Linked DNA regions of Macaca mulatta: region 2 is linked to region 1. A link is a contact called in public Hi-C data. All regions are on one chromosome and are shown on one strand. Each heading gives the region's core, a stretch centred on a gene start, on an enhancer-like site or on the middle of the called end of the contact. The rest is flanking DNA. Distances are from core to core; before and after follow the strand shown. Region 1 holds the start of TMEM101 (transmembrane protein 101). Region 2 holds the start of G6PC3 (glucose-6-phosphatase catalytic subunit 3).

What was found. Hi-C and Micro-C count contacts between places; a contact is called where the count stands out from the background.
Region 2: a contact with region 1 is called in a Hi-C map of blood, with 5 times the contacts expected there. The contact joins the promoter of G6PC3 here to the promoter of TMEM101 in region 1. A contact is called at or near these places in 2 of 14 Hi-C or Micro-C datasets (blood and liver).

Annotation. Positions count from the first base shown.
Region 1 is chr16:68,366,445-68,373,106 of T2T-MMU8v2.0, reverse strand. It overlaps TMEM101 (transmembrane protein 101), which reads left to right and starts at 2,567. Exons shown (of 4, transcript NM_001194622.2): 1 at 2,567-2,780; 2 at 3,068-3,248; 3 at 4,446-4,592; 4 at 5,363-6,397. The coding sequence starts at 2,644. The coding sequence ends at 5,671.
Region 2 is chr16:68,432,401-68,439,062 of T2T-MMU8v2.0, reverse strand. It overlaps G6PC3 (glucose-6-phosphatase catalytic subunit 3), which reads right to left and starts at 3,229. Exons shown (of 6, transcript NM_001257733.1): 1 at 2,919-3,229. The coding sequence starts at 3,136.

The DNA of each region.
Region 1 (6,662 bases), core at 1,318-3,817:
ACTGCAACCTCTGCCTCCTGGGTTCAAGCGATTCTCCTGCCTCAGCCTCCTGAGTAGCTGGGATTACAGGCATGCGCCACCGCACCTGGCTTTTTTTTTTTTTTTTTTTTTAAGATGAGTCTCGCTCTGTTGCCCAGGCTGGAGGGCAGTGGCACGATCTTGGCTCACTGCAAGTTCCGCCTCCCTGCCTATTCACCTGCCTCAGCCTCCCAAGTAGCTGGGACTACAGGCACCTGCCACCAAGCCCGGCTAATTTTTTTGTATTTTTAGTACAGATGGGGTTTCACCATGTTAGCCAGGATGGTCTCGATCTCCTGACCTCATGATCCTCACCTCCCAAAGTGCTGGGATTATAGGCGTAAGCCACCGCGCCCGGCCTAATTTTTTTGTATCTTTAGTAGAGATGGGTTTTCACCATGTTGGCCATGCTGGTCTCGAACTCGTGACCTCAGGTGATCCACCGTACCCTAGGTCTCCCAAAGTGCTGGGATAATAGGCGTGAGCCAACACACCCTACCTGGTGGCAATTTTTTTTTTTTGAGACAGAGTTTCGATCTATTTCCCAGGCTGGAGTGCAGTGGCGCTATCTCAGCTCACTGCAAGCTCTGCCGCCCGGATTCACACCATTCTCCTGCCTCAGCCTCCTGAGTAGCTGGGACTACAGGCGCCCGTAGTAGCTGGGATTACAGCCATCACGTCTGGCTAATTTTTGTATTTTTAGTAGAGACAGGGTTTCACTATCTTGGCCAGGCTGGTCTTGAACTCCTGACCTTGTGATCCACCTGCCTCGGCCTCTTAAAGTGCTGGGATCACAGGCGTGAACCACCGTGCCCATTCCAACACCTTTTCATCTATCTGTACAACACATATTTCCTGAGGGCATCCTGTATACTAGACCCTGAGGTTGTACAGATGGTTCCCAGCATTGGAGTTTTCAACTTTACATTGGTGCGAAAGCAGATCTGCATTCAGTGGAAACTGTATTTCTCTTGCAATGCTGGGCAGTGTCAGCGAGCCACAGCTTCCAGTCAGCCACACATTTTCAACTTACAGTATTTTCAACCTATGATGGGTTTATCAGGATATAACTCTATCACAAGTCAAGGAGCATCTGTAAATAGTAAACAGAAACCCAGGCACTGTGTTTGTCCTTATGGAGCTCACAATCTAGTGGGGGAATATTGTCAATAAAAGAATCACAAATACATTGGCTGGGTGCAGTGGCTCACGCCTATAACCCCAGCACTTTGGGAGGATGAGGCGGATGGATCGCTTGAGGTTAGGAGTTCGAGACCAGCCTGGTCAACATGGTGAAACCCTGTCTCCACTAAAAATAAAAATTAGTCAGGTGTGGTTGCGGGTGCCAGTAATCCCAGCTACTTGGGAGGCTGAGGCAGGAGAATCACTTGAACCTGAGAGGTGTAGGCTGTAGTGAGCCAAGATCGCACCACTGCACTCCAGCCTGGGTGACAGAGTGAGACCCTGTCGCAAAAATGGAAAAAAGCGTATATATATATGTATAATTGTCACCGTGCCAAGTGATTCAAAGGAAGGTAGCTGATGTTATGAGAACATATAAACGGGTGGGGGGTGGGAGAAGGGGCTGAGAACACACTGAAGGGGAATGCAGAGACCACCTGGATGTCCACTGCAATTAAACTGACAAAATATGACAATTTGGGCTACAGTGGGAGCATGGCAGCTGGAGAAATGGACTGACTTGAGATGTCCCAGATGTTCAGATCTCCCTTTTCTCTCAGGCGACAGGCAAAAGGCAAAACCCAAAGAGGTGACTTTGAGCCAGGAGGACACCCTACTTTGCACTTAACAGAAACGGGGATTTCCTCTGGTGCGTTATGTGTACCATTTATTGAACCGCTACCATGTACTAGGACCGACCTTGTCACATTTAAAGTTCACAACTCTGGGCCAGCGCACTGGCTCACGCCTGTAATCCCAGCACTTTGTAATCCCCGCCCCCGAGGGGGGCGGATCACGAGGTCAGGAAATTGAGACCATCCTGGCTAACACGGTGAAACTCCATCTCTACTAAAACTACAAAAAATTGGCCGGGGCGTGGTGGCACGCGCCGAGTAGTTCCAGCTACTCGGGAGGCTGAGGCAGGAGAATCGCTTGAACCCGGGATGCGGAGATTACAGTGAGCCGGGATCGCACCATTGCACTCCAGCCTAGGCGACAGAGACTCCGTCTCAAAAACAAAACAAAACAAAGAAAGAAGTTCAACTCTGAGGTAGGTGTCATTATCCCCATTTCATGATGCGTCTCATAAAGTTTAGGTGATGTGCCCAAAATCACACCGGGTTGGAATTAGGGTTAGTGCCCTGATCGGGCTGCAGTCAAAGACCAGTTTGCTTTAATACATCAAACTACGGTCCAAGACTTCTGCTTTCTGTTCCTAGTTTTCAATTTTGCAGGGACAAAGATGGGCCCTGAAGGCTCCATGAGCAGACGAAAATGTTGGACTTCGCAACTAGATCACCTTAGGTCCGGAACTACAGAGCGATATCGTTGTTTCCGGGAGGAAAAAAAAAGAAAAAGCGCTTAACCCGGAAGCTGCGTGTCCCATCCCCGCGCTGGCCTCTCTGACTGGGGTGAGGCCGCAGCGGACTGCCCTTTCCCAAGATGGCGTCGAAGATAGGTTCGAGACGGTGGATGTTGCAGCTGATCATGCAGTTGGGTTCGGTGCTGCTCACACGCTGCCCCTTTTGGGGCTGCTTCAGCCAGCTCATGCTCTACGCTGAGAGGGCTGAGGCACGCCGGTGAGCAGGCCTACGCAGCCGCTAAACGCGGCAGGGGGCAGTGATGTGGGAAAGAAATTGGGGGCTAGAAGTCCGGACCCTTGGATTGGGAGGAACTGGGACGAACTGGGACCTCCCTGGGAGGGGTTCTGGTCTGCGTGTCGGGCCAAATCTGGTAGGGCAGTCCTGTCCTTGGGAGGGGAGTCTGGTTTGGGGGAGCAGTGGAGCCTGTGGGAACTCAAGGGGTCTCAAATTTCTTCCCCCACCCCTTCATTCTGTCCTCGTTGCTTCCCCACTCCCGGTCGCAGGAAGCCCGACATCCCAGTGCCTTACCTGTATTTCGACATGGGGGCGGCCGTGCTGTGCGCTAGTTTCATGTCTTTTGGCGTGAAGCGGCGCTGGTTCGCGCTGGGGGCCGCACTCCAATTGGCCATTAGCACCTACGCCGCCTACATCGGGGGCTACGTCCACTACGGGGAATGGCTGAAGGTGAGCGCCTCGACCCCAAAAGGGGCGTCCCTCTGGGTGACGGGGAATCAGAGGCCAATGCCCAGGGCTGTTGGTGGGAGATGAATGGTGCTGGCCAGGTGCACAGTGTGAAGCCTGGGAGGTTCGAACCCCTAGGCTTATGGAGATTACAGAGCGCAGAAATGGATCTAAGAGACCACACAAACTTCCTCTTCAAAGTGTGGAAACTGAGGTCCAGAGATGGGAACCAGACTTTCCCAAAGCCACACCACAATTAGGATACCGGTGGGACCAGAACCCCAGTCACCTGGTTCCCAGAATCTTTTAAACTGTTTAGTAATTTCAGACTCATGGGGTACAAAGGACCTTGGAGAGTACCTAGTTTTCAGAAAATAATTTTATGAAAATGTAATTACTCTTAGTATAGCATTTAAGCCAGAACCTGTGCCAGGCCCTGCAGACTTGGAAATAAGGTTGGACAAAGGCACTTTGAGGAAGAGACTGTCAGACCCTTAGGGGAGGCAGATGTGTGAACAGCTACAGGGCAGCAAGATCAATGTTTTTGTGGGATAGATCCCATGCCACGTAGAATAAAGAACACCAAGATTAGAGTCTACAGATCTGAGAGTGAGGAAGGGAGAAACACATTGTGTTTGGGTTCTGCCACTTACTGGCAGGTAGGACCTGCCAGTTTTCTTTTTTGTTGTTGTTTTTTGAGATGGAGTCTCGCTCCGTAGCCCAGGCTGGAGTGCAGTGGCGCGATTTTGGCTCACTGCAACCTCTGCCTCGCAGGTTCAAGCGATTCTCCTGCCTCAGTCTTCCAAGTAGCTGGGACTACAGGCGCCCTTCACCACACCCAACTAATTTTTGTATTTTTAGTAAAGACAGGGTTTCCTCATGTTGGCCAGGCTGGTCTCAAACTCCTGACCTTAGGGTGATCCACCTGCCTCGGCCTCCCAAAGTGCTGGGATTACAGGCGGGAGCCACCACGCCCGGCCACACCTGACAGTTTTCTTGACCCTCTGGGCCTCAGTTTCTACTTCTATATATATATAAAAAGAATGATCTGTCTGTTGCATCTGCCCACCAAGCTTGGAAATGTAAGAGGGTTCATCAGATGGAATGGGATGTGTAGAGATGGGTGGTTCTACACTCTGGGAAGCCAGGAGAGATGTGGCTGCTGCAGTTCTTGACTGGAGTCCCCTTGCCCCGGCCTAGGTCCGTATGTACTCGCGCACAGTTGCCATCATCGGCGGCTTTCTTGTGTTGGCCAGCGGTGCTGGGGAGCTGTACCGTCGGAAACCTCGCAGCCGCTCCCTGCAGTCCACCGGCCAGGTGTTCCTGGGTATCTACCTCATCTGTGTGGTATGTTGGGGACTGTTGGTTGGAGGTGCCTGGCTAGGAGTGAACTGTGAGTCCAGGCATGGCAGAACCCCAGAAGGTAGACACAGAACGAGGCCTTGTATGCAGTTCCTGACGGCCTGGCTCCCTGAGAATTGTCCCGGCCAGCTTCTAGGCCTCAGGGCCCTCCAAATGCCTGTTGAGAAGCCCTTCCTCCAACAGTGTTGCCATGAGGTAGACTGGCCATTAAATTCCAACCCTGAGAGCCAGGAGAACAAGATGGTGTGATTCTCTCATGGCTCCAGGCCCCAAAGGACTAGAAGGGGATAAAGGAGAGGTTTGGTGGGAGTCAGGCCCCAGCTGGGACTCTGCCTCCTAGAGCTGATGAGAGCTCCAGGGTAGCCACTTATGGTTCTCCCTGGTGCTAGAGGAGGCCAGGATGGATGGGGACATGGACAGGCCCCAAGCTACTTGGTCTCATCTTAATTACTGAGTATATCTCATATACAGCTGTCTGTGTGAGCTCCCATATTCAGAGGTGGGAGCTCCGGTCTGACTGTGGAAATACACTTCCTTCATAGCCCCTAGGGTGAGGGGAGACATAGACCCTAACCTCCTTGGGCTCCATAGTCTGAGGGGGAGACAAAGGCCCTGCTTTCAGAGGTTCCCCAGTCCAAGAGGGGAGTCAGAAGCCCATTTGCAGGGTCTCATTTTCAGGTGCCATCTCAGGGGTGGTTTTCCCCAGACAGGCTTCTGAGCCTGTTGGAGAGTCTTAGAGGATGGTATGTCTCCAGGCCTACTCACTGCAGCACAGCAAGGAGGACCGGCTGGCGTATCTGAACCATCTCCCAGGAGGGGAGCTGATGATCCAGCTGTTCTTCGTGCTGTATGGCGTCCTGGCCCTGGCCTTTCTGTCAGGCTACTACGTGACCCTCGCTGCCCAGATCCTGGCTGTACTGCTGCCCCCTGTCATGCTGCTCATTGATGGCAATGTTGCTTACTGGCACAACACACGGCGTGTTGAGTTCTGGAACCAGATGAAGCTCCTTGGAGAGAGTGTGGGCATCTTCGGAACTGCTGTCATCCTGGCCACTGATGGCTGAGTTTTATGGCAAGAGGCTGAGATGGGCACAGGGAGCCACTGAGGGTCACCCTGCCTTCCTCCTCGCTGGCCCAGTTGCTGTTTATTTATGCTTTTTGGTCCGTTTGATCTTTTGCTTTTTTAAAATTGTTTTTTTGCAGTTAAGAGGCAGCTCATTTGTCCAAATTTCTGGGCTTAGCGCTTGGGAGGGCAGGAGCCCTGGCACTGATGCCGTACAGGTTTTTTTCCTGTTAGGAGAGCTGAGGCCAGCTGCCCCCTGGATCTCCTGTCCCTGAGAAGGGAGTATGGCAGGGCTGGGATGCGGCTACTGAGAGTGGGAGATAGGGGGAAGGAAGATGTAAATTGGAAGTGAGCAAATGTGAAAAATTCCTGTTTGAACCTGGCAGATGCAGTTAGGCTCTGCAGTGCTGTTCAGAGACTGAGAGTGAGTGTGTGTTGACACATGTGGATCAGGCCCAGGAGGGGCACAGGAGCTGAGCACTACAGAAGTCACATGGGTCCTCAGGGCATGTTAGGGGCAGAAACAGTACCGGCTCTCTGTCACTCACCTTGCGAGCGGAGCAGGCCCTGGTCTGCTCTGGGCTGTGCAGGGGTGGAACAGGCAGTGACCAGCTTTGCCCTTCCTGCTGTCTCTGTTTCTAGCTCCATGGTTGGCCTGGTGGGGGTGGAGTTCCCTGCCAAACACCAGACCACACAGTCCTCCAAAAATAAACATTTTATATAGACATTTGGTTTTGCTTTTTCTGTTCTCCCCAACAGGGCACTTTGCCATTGGCTGGGATTGATCTTGGGTTTCTTGAAACACCAGATCTGGTTAAGCCCCACCTTGGGCCTCCTGTGATCTTTCCCCTGTTCCAAGATTTCCCACAGTTCTTTGGCTCTCTCTCTTTTTTTTTTTTTTTTTTTTTAATTTTTCACTTCTTTGTTTTTTAGAGACGAAGTCTCACTTTGGTGTCCAGGCTGGTTTCAGACTCCTTGGCTCAATCAATTTT
Region 2 (6,662 bases), core at 1,980-4,479, 65 kb before region 1:
TCAAAAAAAGAAAAAATAAATAAAATAAAAAATAAAACTGATACAGAGGCAAGAGATTGTGGTAAGCATGTGTGTGTGCTCTGAGATACTCAGTTGTCCCACTCCACCCCCTCTCACTGCAGGGCCAGCTCTTATCATCCACAGGGAACCCAGGACCCAGCTCTCTCCCACAGGCCCTCACTAACCCTCCTGCTACCCCTGCCTCCATGTCCCCAGTTACAGCCTGAATTATCCACACCTAAATTATTTAGGTGAGCCTCTCAGGTCTGAAAATGGGAGTGGGAAATGGACAGAGAAGGCTGAGAAAGAATAAGGAGGAAAAAAATATGTCAAAATCCCCTGGTCTAGTAAGTGCTTGGCTGGGCCCTGGGAACCACACAATGAAGAGGCTGCTGTGGCCAGAAAGACAAAAGATGGGATAGCAAAAGAGATGCTGGCAGGAAACCACGTGCTGGGGAGGCAAACACAGAAGGCACTTGCCTCTCCCCTCTGAAAACTGAGCCTAGTATACATCAAGTGCTCACACAGAAAATGAATGGGAGTGCCAGGCGCGGTGGTTCATGCCTGTAATCCCAGCACTTTGGGAGGCAGAGGAGGGCGGATCACTTGAGGCCAGGAGTTCGAGACCAGCCTGGCCAACATGGCGAAACCCTTTCTCTACTAAAAATACAAATATTAGCTGGGTGTGGTGGTGGGCGCCTATAATCCCAGCTACATGGGAGACTGAGGCAGAAGAATCTCTTGAACCTGGGAGACAGAGGTTGCAGTGAGCCAAGATGGTGCCATCGCACTCCAGCCTGGGCAACAGAGCAAGCCTCCATCTCAAAAAGAAAAAAAAAAAAAAAAAAAAAGAATGCCGGGTTGCTCACACCTATAATCTCAGCACTTTGGGAGGCTGAAGCGGGTGGATCACCAGAGGTCAGGAGTTTGAGACCAGCCTCGCCAACAAGGCGAAACCCCTTCTCTACTAAAAATACAAAAATTAGCTGAGTGTGGTGGCACACACCTGTAATCCCAGCTACTTGGGAGGCTGAGGTAGGAAAATGGCTTGAACCCAGGAGGTGGAGGTTGCAGTAAGACAAGATCACGCCATTGCACTCCAACCTGGGTGACAAGAGCGAAACTCTGTCTTGAAAAAAAGAAAAAGAGGCCGGGCGCGGTGGCTCAAGCCTGTAATCCCAGCACTTTGGGAGGCCGAGGCGGGCGGATCACAAGGTCAGGAGATCGAGACCACAGTGAAACCCCGTCTCTACTAAAAAAAATACAAAAAATTAGCCGGGCGCGGTGGCGGGCACCTGTAGTCCCAGCTACTCGGGAGGCTGAGGCAGGAGAATGGCGGGAACCCGGGAGGCGGAGCTTGCAGTGAGCCGAGATCGCGCCACTGCACTCCAGCCTGGGCAACAGCGTGAGACTCCGTCTCAAAAAAAAAAAAAAAAAAAAAAAAAAAAAAAAAAAAAAAAAAAAAAAAAAAAGAAAAAAAGAAAAAGAGGCCGGGCGTGGTGGCTCAAGCCTGTAATCCCAGCACTTTGGGAGGCCGAGACAGGCGGATCACGAGGTCAGGAGATCGAGACCATCCTGGCTAACATGGTGAAACCCCGTCTCTACTAAAAATTACAAAAAACTAGCCGGGCGAGGTGGCAGGCGCCTGTAGTCCCAGCTACTCGGGAGGCTGAGGCAGGAGAATGGTGTAAACCCGGGAGGCGGAGCTTGCAGTGAGCTGAGATCCGGCCACTGCACTCCAGCCTGGGCAACAGAGCGGGACTCCGTCTCAAAAAAAAAAAAAGAAAAAGAAAATGAATAGGGACTTTGCCACTTGGGGGACATTAATAGTGTCTGAGGGAGATTGTGATCTTTGGGGGACAAGAACTAGAGGGGGAGGCTTATACAGACTTTGAGGGAGGAGAGAGCACAAAGCAAAGGGCAATTAGGCAAGAAAGAAGTGAATAGACCACTGTGGTTCCCTTTACATAAGGATGAGGCTCTTGTGGAAAAGAGTGGAAGGGAGGGGAACTCTATGTTGTTTTTCAGCAAGTCATTCGAGCCCATTGAAATACCTCCTATGAGCCTCCCTTTCTTCCCCCAGGCTGAGGATCTGGCAACAGAGGTTGAGGTGAAGGGAGGTGTGGCTGCATGCCCAGCCCCAAGGGTCACAGGGCCTCCACCCACGTTCCTGGGATCCCTGGCTTCTAAGTCTCAGTGTGAAGAGTCTACTAGTGAATGAAAGAGAAGGAAGGGAAAGTGTTCCCTGGAAAGCAGTGCTTTAGCCCAGACTTTACTGCACACGCACAGGGAATCACCTGGGAACCTTGTTAAAATGCAGATTTTGATTCTGTCATTCTGGCCCTGGGACTGAGAGTCTGCATTTCTAGTCAGTTTTCAGGTGCTGCCTGTGCCGTTGGGCATGGTCCAGGGACCACACCTTAACCTGCAAGCTGTCTGTCCGTAGCAGCTGTGATGCCCAGCACAAAGCATGCTTCTTAAAAATTATAGCAAATGAGTGAATAGATGAATGAAAAAGTGAGTTGAGAGGTAGGGCTCTCCACTACTTAAATCACCATAGATATCTGTTAAAATATGAATTCCCAAAAAACAAACAAACAAAAATAAATTCCCAACCCTTGGAGTTTCTAAATCAGAAAGTGTGAGATGAGGACGGGATATTTACATTTTAGGCACGCCTCTTAGGTGATTTTTTGATCAGACCAGTTTGAAGAACACTGGTCTAATGAGAAGGATGGGTAGACTCTGAGGTTTGAGTCCAAGCGGCACAAAGATGCTCAAAGGGAAAAAAAATCAGAGACTACAGAGTAGGGGGTGGGAAGGCCCTTGAGACAGTTGCTGAGAGAGACCAGGGCTTACACATGACTCAGGGCCCTCAGGGGTGGGGACCAGGATGCCGGAGGGCTTCTCTGTCTCACCACTTGAAGATGAGGTTGAGCCACTCGGTGATGAGGCTGATCCAGAGCACCGCGATGCCCACACGGCGGGACGCGTAGTAGGCCGCGGGGAAGTAGAACAGAAAGAGGATCTTGGGATCGCCCAGAAAGGTGACCCAGAGCCACACGTTCTCCAGCCAGGCTAGCTGGTTCTGTAGCGCCTCGGCTATCACGATGCCCGCGCCCAGCGTGGACTCCATGGCGGCCCAGCTACCGACGAGGCCAGGGCTTGCTCCAGGACGGAAGCCAAAATGTCCAGACACCGAAGCAGCGTCGGCCCGCGGCTCTCTAAAGCCCACCCCTCTGAGTCCGAGGCCCCGCCCCGCCAGCGGTCATCACCAAGCCCCGCCCCCGGACCCGCCCCCGGCAGTCCCCGGCTCCTGCAAGACCGGCCTCCAGCCGGTACTGTTTCCTCCTGCGCTCTCCTCCAGTTTTCCTTCCTACTGGGCAGCGTAGGGGACAAACCTTTATAAAGGCGTTTCCTCAGGGCCCCACGTGGCCGCTGTTGCCGGCACGTGGGCAGCCGGCTAGCGGCGGCACCGGTGCGGTTCCGGGTCAGGGGACGGACTAGCCGGCGGGCTGCCCGCGCTCCTAGCGTCCCTGCTCTGCTGATGCGAAGGCAGATATGTAATCTCCAGGGCCAGGATTCTTTCCCGACCGGACCCCTCTTCTCCAGTACCAATACCCACCAAAAAAAAAAAAAAGCAAAAAAAAAAAAAAAAAAAAATCTGAGATCCTCTGGAGAAAAGGCTGCAGACAGTCCCTCCTCCTGGGAGCTGAAGCGGGATCCTAAATTTGGATACACACCTAATCAGTTCACCCCATACTCGCCTACCTCAAGACTCTTCCTTTCTAAATCGCCCGCTATTAATTTGGAGGCTGACAGATAAGTCTCTTGATTTTGAGGGGTCTTCCCTAAAAAGGCGAATTCTCACATATAGTGCAAAGTCACACTTCCTCCCAGTTCTTCCCTTGCTTCCCCCACCCCCATCTTCCTGCCATCCAAAACCCTGCTTAGGCAGATGAAACCAAGAGATAGTAACAGTGTTGGTATGGGAAGAGGATTGGCACACACCCGCGACAGAGTTTGAAACAGTCATCTGGAAGAACACACATAGAAAATAGAAATCTCAGCTACTCTAGGCGAGGTCCTGCCTAGAAGACTGTTGAACAGTGTCTCCTTAGTTTCTTCCTACCTCGATCAACTTTGTTCTTGAAAAGTTTTTTTTTTTTGGTTTTGTTTTTTGTTTTTTGCCAGGCGCGGTGGCTCACAACTGTAATCCCAGCACTTTGGGAAGCCGAGGCGGTCAGATCACGAGGTCAGGAGTTCCAGACCAGCCTGGCCAACATAGTGAAACCCCATCTCTACTAAAAATACAAAAATTATCTGGGCGTGGTGGCATGCACCTGTAGTCCTAGCTACTAGGGAGGCTGAAGCAGGAGAATCGCTTGAACCCGGGAGGCGGCGGTTTCGGTGAGCCAAGATGGCACCACTGCACTCTAGCCTGGGCGACAGGGACAGGGCGAGACTCCATCTCAAAAAAAAAAAAACAAAAAAAAGGAAAGTTTTTTTTTTTTCTTTTTGAGAGGGATCTTCGTTCTTGTCTTCTATGCTGGATTACAGGCCCGCGCTACCACGCCCGGCTAATTTTTTTTTTTTTTTTTTTTTTTGAGACGGAGTCTCACTTTGTTGCCCAGGCTGCAGTGCATTGGCAAAATCTCGGCTCACTGCAACCTCCGCCTCCCAAATTCAAGCAATTCTCCTGCCTCTGCCCTACAGTAGCTGGGATTACAGGCATGCGCCACCACGTCTGGCTAATTTTTGTATTTTTAGTAAAGATGGGGTTTCACCATGTTGGCCAGGCTGGCCTCAAACCCCTAACCTTAGGTGATCCAACCACCTCAGCCTCCCAAAGTGTTGGGATTACAGGCGTGAGCCACAGCGCCCAGTTCTTTAAAAGTTTTCTAATAGGTAGATTAAAATGATAATGTAAATCTGTGTTCTCCGAAAGAGATTAATTTCACTAATTAGAAAAGTGTAGGGGGCCAGGTGCGGTGGCTCGCACCTGTAATCCCAACACTTTGGGAGGCGGAGGCAGGCAGATCACTTGAGGTCAGGCGTTCCAGACCAGGTGGGTCAACATGGTGAAACCCCGCCTCTACTAAAAATACAAAAATTAAGCCGGGCACAGTGGCTCACGCCTATAATCCCACCACTTTGGGAGGCCAAGGCAGGCAGATTACAGGTTCAGGAGTTCCAGACCAGCCTGGTCAACATGGTGAAACCTCGTCTCTACTAAAGATACAAAAAATTAGCTGGGCATGGTGGCAAGTGCCTGTAATCCCAGCTACTCGGGAGGCTGAGGCAGGAGAATCGCTTGAACCCGGGAGGCAGAGGTTGCAGTGAGCTGAGATTGAGCCATTGCACATCAGCTTCAGCAACAGAGCAAGACTCCGTCTCAAAAAACAAAACAAAAAATTAGCCGGGCGTGATGGCAGGTGCCTGTAGTCCCAGCTACTCGGGAGGCTGAGGCATGAGAATCGCTTGAACCAGGGAGGCGGAGGTTGCAGTGACCCGAGCCTGCACTACTGCACTCCACCCTGGGCGACAGAGGAAGACTCCGTCTCAAAAAAAAAAAAAAAAAAAAAAAAAGATGCTGGGTGAGGTGGCTCACACCTGTAATCCCAGCACTTTGGGAGGCCAGGCAGGGCGGGTGGATCACCTGAGGTGGGGAGTTGGAGACCAGCCTGACCAACATGGAGAAACCCTGTCGCCACTAAAAACACAAAATTAGCTGGATGTGGTAGCACATGCCTGTAATCCCGGCTACTCAGGAGGCTGAGGGAAGTGAATCGCTTGAGCCCGGAGGTGGAGGTTGTGGCGAGCCGAGATTTTGCCATTGCATTCTAGCCTGGGCAACAAGAGCAAAACTCCCTGTCAAAAAAAAAAAAAAAAAAAAAAAGGGTAAGGGAGGGAAGCTGGATATAAATCTTAGTTTATTGCCTTCGTAGTGAACAGAATTTTTATTCCTGTTACAATGATTGTACCAATACCTCCAACACCAGGAAGTTGTTTTTTTTTTGTTTTTGTTTTTTGAGACGGAGTATCGCTCTGTCTCCCAGGCTGGAGTGCAGTGGCGCCGATCTCAGCCACTGCAAGCTCCGCCTCCCGGGTTCACGCCATTCTCTTGCCTCAGCCTCCTGAGTAGCTGGGACTACAGGCGCCCGCCACCACACCTGGCTAATCTTTAGTATTTTTAGTAGAGACTGGGTTTCACCATGTTAGCCAGAATGGTCCTCGTGATCTGCCCGCCTTGGTCTCCCAAAGTGCTGGGATTGGAGGTGTGAGCCACCGTGCCCAGACACCACCAGGAAGTTTTTTAATTGCCCAAGGAGAAAGCCTACATTGTTTACTGAGTCTTTGAAAGTTTGCTCTGGATCTAGCCTCAACCTTCACCAGCCTATTCCCACACTCTGCTTTGTAATATTTCTGAGCTATACATTCCTTGAAAACACTAAGTTCTCTCATCCTAGGGGTCCTGGCCCATGCAGTTCCCTCTGCCTGGAACATGGCCACTCTTTTTCCTTGCTAATCCTTCAGGTCTCAGTAGGTATTTTTCACTTCCTCCAAGAAGGCCTTTCCTAATGGCTCCTAGAAGTCTTTTATGAAAACCTATAATCATGATTCCATATAAAAAGTGGAAAACTGGAATGGCGATTATGTAT